Regions from separate parts of the Zea mays genome. Here region 1 is linked to region 2. The links are chromatin contacts, called in public Hi-C maps. All regions are on one chromosome and are shown on one strand. The core of a region is the stretch at or near the end of the contact, and the rest is flanking DNA. Distances in the headings are between cores, read along the strand shown. Region 1 holds the start of LOC100276254. Region 2 holds the start of LOC103639004 (proline-rich receptor-like protein kinase PERK2).

The links. A called contact is a pair of places that touch in the nucleus more often than the background predicts.
Region 1: a contact with region 2 is called in a Hi-C map of ear, with 2.1 times the contacts expected there. The contact joins the promoter of LOC100276254 here to the promoter of LOC103639004 in region 2. A contact is called at or near these places in 8 of 25 Hi-C or Micro-C datasets (bundle sheath, ear, endosperm and 2 more).

What each region holds. Positions count from the first base shown.
Region 1 is chr9:125,519,726-125,523,024 of Zm-B73-REFERENCE-NAM-5.0, forward strand. It overlaps LOC100276254, which reads left to right and starts at 1,327. Exons shown (of 5, transcript NM_001150086.2): 1 at 1,327-1,528; 2 at 1,623-1,699; 3 at 1,862-1,955; 4 at 2,902-3,165; 5 at 3,254-3,299. The coding sequence starts at 1,421.
Region 2 is chr9:125,390,543-125,393,448 of Zm-B73-REFERENCE-NAM-5.0, forward strand. It overlaps LOC103639004 (proline-rich receptor-like protein kinase PERK2), which reads left to right and starts at 1,404. Exons shown (of 1, transcript XM_008661783.3): 1 at 1,404-2,906. The coding sequence starts at 1,861. The coding sequence ends at 2,679.

The DNA of each region.
Region 1 (3,299 bases), core at 77-2,576, 130 kb after region 2:
TTATCTTTTGCATATCTATGGTACTTATTCTATATATATATATTGATTGCTTAGACATATATAGTATTTTTTACATTTTATATTAGGATTTCCTATGCGCGCGAAGCGCGCGCTAGATATTAGTAACCTTACAACCTTACTAGTTACCTAGCACACTGCACACAATTCAGTAGACAACACTCAGGCCTCAACGATCCCCTACGGCCTGTGGTTCGGCAGCAGCCAGCAACTCTAGACTCCAGTCCTCCACGCATCGTCCAGTCGTCCGACCGGTGGGGATGGACTGAGCGGCGGCGCTGAGATCTCATACGTACTTCAAGAAGGGAGTGACTCGTACACAACACGCCGCTTAAAGGAATTCGTATAGCATATCTGCATATGTATGTTCGTATACATAGGCATACAGTTAGATGTAAAAGCTTAATTAATTCGTATATACAGTTAATATAGTAAAATAGCATTAGTAAGTTTCCTCAACTTGTTATATAATTCATTACCATAGGGATTTGCTACTCATCAACTAAACATAGGGTGAAGTAAATACAAAAAACAAACATAGGATGGAGTCACTATGGTATGTGTAACCAAACACATGATTTTTTGCTTTACTCTAAACCAAACAAAAAATAGAGCAACTCTATTTTAACTACCAAACACAAAAAACCGTTCTATCCTTATAATTTAGAACAGAGTCGTTTCATTCAACTAGACTCTGGAACCAAATGATACCTAAGATAGTGAGACACAGTACCCTAGTGAGATAGCCGGCGACTGGACTTGGGCGCATGAGGTACTGACTGCGGACTACAAAAGACTGAAGGAGGGATAGTTGAGCTGGACACAGTCCCCTATTGTTAGTGGGCCACGACCGGGGCTGCAACCCAGGCAGCTCTGGACGCACATCTGCCTATGCTTGCGGCAATGCGCGCGATACCAACTATTATTATTTGCTACTCAAGATACTATATATAGAGAGAATATATATTTAGATGAGATATAAATTAACTAATCTAAAAATAGAGGTGGAATTTTTTTAAAAAAATAACTAGAAGTGGGAGGATTATTTTAAAATATGATATTTCAAAAAATAATAATTTCACCATTATTTTTGTATTAGTTTGTATGATTTGCATCAATAAATTAGTTTACCTGATATACTCATTGTTTAAATATACCTGACAAAAACCATATACCTATAAAAAATGTCGAGAAGACGATGCTTGAGTTAGGCGAGATATTTGCAATGTCAGCATGATTTTCCTGGGACCCACTTCTTCAATTTGATGAGAGAGCTTAACGACATTCCGCCCCCACCTCCTCCACCTCATCAGTCGAGCCTCCGTGCACGACGCATTCGCCTTGATCTCCGATCCCTACCTTCATTAGGAGAGAGAGGAGAGGAGAGGAGAGGGGCAGGGAGATGGAGAGAGCGGCCCCCGTGAGGAGCTCCCACACCTCGACGGCTGGCCTGCTCGCGTGGCCTCACCCCGATGGCGCCGGGTCGCTGCCAGCACGCCGGCCTAACCAGGTGACCCGCTCTTCTGTTCCTCCGCCACCCGCCCCGCGCGGCGCGCTGCTTGTGATCGTCGTTGATCTCTTGTGGTCCCTCTCTCGCCCTGCAGCCGACGGAGGAATTCAGGAATGTGGTGTTTGGGGGGCAGCTCACGGAGGGGGCCGACGGCCTCAACAAGACGAAGAGGTGAGATAGCTTCCACGCCTTCATGGCCGGATCGGATTTCTCTCTCCGCTCCTGTGATTCGGAATCGGATCTCAAGTCGTTCAATGCGATTGGTAACCGCATGCATGATCCCCATGTGTGGCTGCTTATTCATTACGGTTGGTCCTGCTCTGATCATTCCAGGAAGACGGGCTCCTCGCCCAAGGGGAAGGAGACAACAGGGACCGGGATATCCAAGGCCGAGAGCGCCGTCGCAACTGCCTCCCGTGATCGTCAGGTGCACAACTTTGGATCTGCAGTCTGTGGGGTGGAACATTTTGTTTGGCATTGATCTCCTGCACAAAGTACTCGTTGTCTATGCTGGGGGTCTGGGGATAGTTCTTTTTGTTTCACGTGGCGTGTCGGCAGGATCAATGAAGAACGTCTATCAGATTTGTTGCATAAAGTGCCGGGACAGGTATCCGGTTTTGTCGATGTTCAATAATGCTATAGATCTTAGCATCCGGATACTAGAATTAGAGTTTTCAGTGTTCTCAAGCCCTCTTAGCAGATTTTTATTCAACAAAGCAGAAATGCAAACCTGATCGATTAAAACAGGACCTAGAGATTCTGCATTGTCACCACATGACTGATCTGGTTGATTAGAGATTCAGTTAACCTCTTATGCTGTTCTGTGTTGTTCTTAGATACTACTAGTAAAAAACGTAGGTCTCTTCGTGAAGAAAAATTGGTGCAAAACAGGAGTCTTATGTTATTCTTCATTCTTAAATAGTATAGTAAACAATATGTAATAATGTAAGTATCGTGATTGATGGGGGAAATGTAGGTCTGATTGTGAAACACGTACAATACATGTAATGCAAAAGTTGCAGTTCCAGCCATCATATCGTCGTGATCAACTATGGTCTTGGTTTTTTCATGGAAGGATGATCAACTTTATAATTAGCTACTTCACGTAACATACTAAAAACTTGGTCAGTAGAGTTCACAGCTGGAGATCTTTTGATGCTATTAGGATAATTGTATTAGCCTACTTTTCTACAGGTGTCTATGCCGTAATTTGTTGGAACTATAATTATGCACTTGATATTGTCTGCTAGAGAACAGGAAAAAACAAACATTTTCCTTCTAAATGGCATACGTATTACTTCAAAGAAATGAAGAAAAAATGATCATACCATTCTGTGTGATATGGTGAGACAATGAGCTTTTATAATCTGCAGGCTAGCCAGATCACCTTTTCCCAGGACGGGACCGTTCCTACCAGGAAGGCAACCTCAGTGGCTGGGGTGGCAAGGCAGCGTGAGCTTAGCCATACCGTCGAGAGTGAGGGGGACAGTAAGATGAAGAGGCAGGTGTCCAGTACGAAATCCAAGGAGCTCAGTGGTCACGACATCTTTGCCGATCACGAAGATCCCAAGCCCAACAGGTCAAGGAGATCAGACTATGGCAGCTCTGCTGCTCAGTCACCAGTGAAAAATGCAAATGTACTGCCTGAGCCATTCTGGTAGCTCTTAATACACATCGTGGTGGCTCCAAACTCTACTGAACAACTGTCGTTATCTTTGTTAACAGGTGAGCTCCTTCTCGTTTGGAGAGGCCGACATTGACAGCACAGTGA
Region 2 (2,906 bases), core at 154-2,653:
CCTATAGAAAAGCACGTTGATATTATTTAACTTGACCCGCCAAAATAATAATAATAAAAAAAGAATTGCTGGTAGACTAATAAATTTTCGGGCACGCAAGCAGAGCCCAAATGTCGTCCTACCTGCAGAAACTAATATTATATATTGCTATGCCGGTATTAATGTTTTTGCTCCATCTGAAATATCACCACCTACTTTTTTTATAAATGGTGATATCAATATATTGGTAGTACAACATATATTGCATGCAATCAATTTGGGATGTACGGCCGTGCAGGTAGTGTGCATTTGATACGAGTATTCGAGACACACAAAGCACGTAGTTCAAAATAAGCAGCATGTTCGCTTAATCGCTTGACTTTAATTCGTACCTGCTTCTACTGTTTTTGCGGTATCGTTATCTATATAAATGGTAACTGAAGCAGTCCTTACAATTGACTTTAATCCAAATCGAACAACCCTTCCCGGTCCCACATAGGTGTGTTGACTTACTGCACATAATTACGTAAAAAGGGAATATATATATATATATATATATATATATATATATATATATATATATATATATATATATATATAATCATTTTTGTTGACGATAAAATAAACCGTGTAGAAAAGTCACCCACCCGTTGGATACAGGGCCGGGCCAAGGCACGTGTGAGCCGTGCGCTCTCACAGGGCCTCCAATCCAAAAATTGAGGGCCTCAAAACTTAGTAGATGTATATATTCTAGTTTTATGATCTTCTACACATGTTAATATATAGCACATATTTTTCTCCCTACCATACCGCTGCGCTGAAGCGAAACTACCGAGCGCTCCACTAAAGAATAAATCTTCATACAATCTTAACATATCTGTCCGCGTGAATGAAGTTCTCTAAATTAAAGCTACTAAATTCATATTTGTGTTCTACTATGATAAAAAAAAGATGTATTATTTAGCCACAATAGCACTCGAGAGTGAAGCTTTGGAGAAGATCGAATATAAGCATATTGTACAAATTTTCTTTAAAACTCACCAAAAGATCGATGTTATTCAAATAAAATAGAAATGTTTCTTTAGATATTCTATTGCAATACATATTACTGTAACTTGCAGATTATTATTACTGGTTTTTTAATAAAAACATAAATTACACTGCTTTAGATTTGGCACGGGGCCTCAAATTTCTCTGGCCCGGCCCTGGTTAGATAAACTTTACAGTGGCCGCTGGGCGCTGCTCGGTGCTCGTCGTACGTATACTGCGGGTCGTCGCCGTCACTGATGCTGTGCAGCTACAGTGAGAGAACTACTTCTAATAATAATGAACTGATGAAGCAGCCAATATATACCGCGCTAGAGATCGTCAAAAAGGTTAATTGTGATTTACTAAAACATGAGGGGATCTGAATGTTTGATGTAGATATTTATATATATGGGTTTATTATTATATATATGGATCCAAATTACCTAGCTAGTTAAGCAAAAGCGAGTTTTTTTTTCTTATATACAAAAGGCTAAGACAAAACCAATGAGCTCTGCCTGTACTGAGGAGGAAGTCATCGAAAACTGCTTTTCATCAGCCGGTACTGTAGCCATCCCAAATTCTACGATCCATTAGCTACTGCACCTCACTAGTTGCCTTGTTCATCATCAGCCCATATATCTCCAATCCGGCAATCGTCCCAAGTAGTAACTGTATCAGGATCTCTCCATATCCCTCTCTACAGAGGGAGCTTCCAGCACACCAAACCCTACCTGTGTCTGTGTGTGCCTGCCTCTCTTTATCATCAGGAGCTTCCACTATTCCACACCTTCCTCTATCTCCTGCCCGGCCCCCTCGCCACCTCCACCGATCCAGCGCCATCCGGGTACGTCCATGGCGTCCACCACCAGCGATAGCCTCCCCTCCTCTCCCTCCATCCCCACCACCGACGGAGCCGCCGACCAAGAGTTCTCCTCCTCCCACTACCACCACCACAGCAGCAGCAGCAGCCTCTTCTTCCCGCCGCCGTCGTCCTCCTCCTCCTCCCAGCTGCCCAGCCTATACCTCGACTCCTCCTTCCACGGCCTCCTCCCCACTACATCTTCCCCCGCGGCGGCCACGTCGTCCCCTTCCCCTCCTCCACCACCGGTGCCGCCACTCCCCCCAGCAGCGCCCGCGAAGCCGGCCAAGAAGCGCCCGAGGGCCTCCCGCCGCCCGCCCACCACGGTGCTCACCACCGACACCTCCAACTTCCGCGCCATGGTGCAGGAGTTCACCGGCTTCCCGGCGCCGCCCTTCGCCCCCGCGCCGCCCCCCACCGTCCGCCCGCGGCTCCTCGGCGGGCCCCCGCCGTTCCTCATGCGCCCGTCGCCTCTCAAGTACCCCGTGCTGCTGCCTCCCGGTCCCAGCACCTGCACCACCACCACTAACACCACCCTAGCCACCGCCAGCGCCAGTAGTACGAGCTCCCTCGTGGACGCGCTCGCGCTCTTCACCAAGAGCAGCGCGACGCCGTCGGCCGGAGGCGGATCAGGGGTTCCTGATCATTACCACCACGGCGTCACCATGGGAGGGTTCAACTTCAACCCGTTCGATGATTTCGACCCACCGCCGCCGGCGGCGGCAGCGGAAGGTGAGACGGGGAGCGGCGGCGGCGGCAGCCATGGTTTCTTCTCCTCCTTCGCCACCGGGGACAAGTACGGCCGCCACTAGCTAGTACGTAACCCATCTCTCTCGTGCTGTCTGGTAATTCAGCTAGCGTGTGCGTGCGTGTCTGTGCTCATGAGAGAGTTTGTGTGGAGAATGGAGAGAGAGAGATTGAGAAACACAAGCAACAAATTCTACTTCGGCCACTGCTGCTATACTGTTTTGCATTATAAGTATTTAGCAAGCTGCATAATTGTGAGTTTTCCATTTCTTGGTTTTGGGATATGGCGATG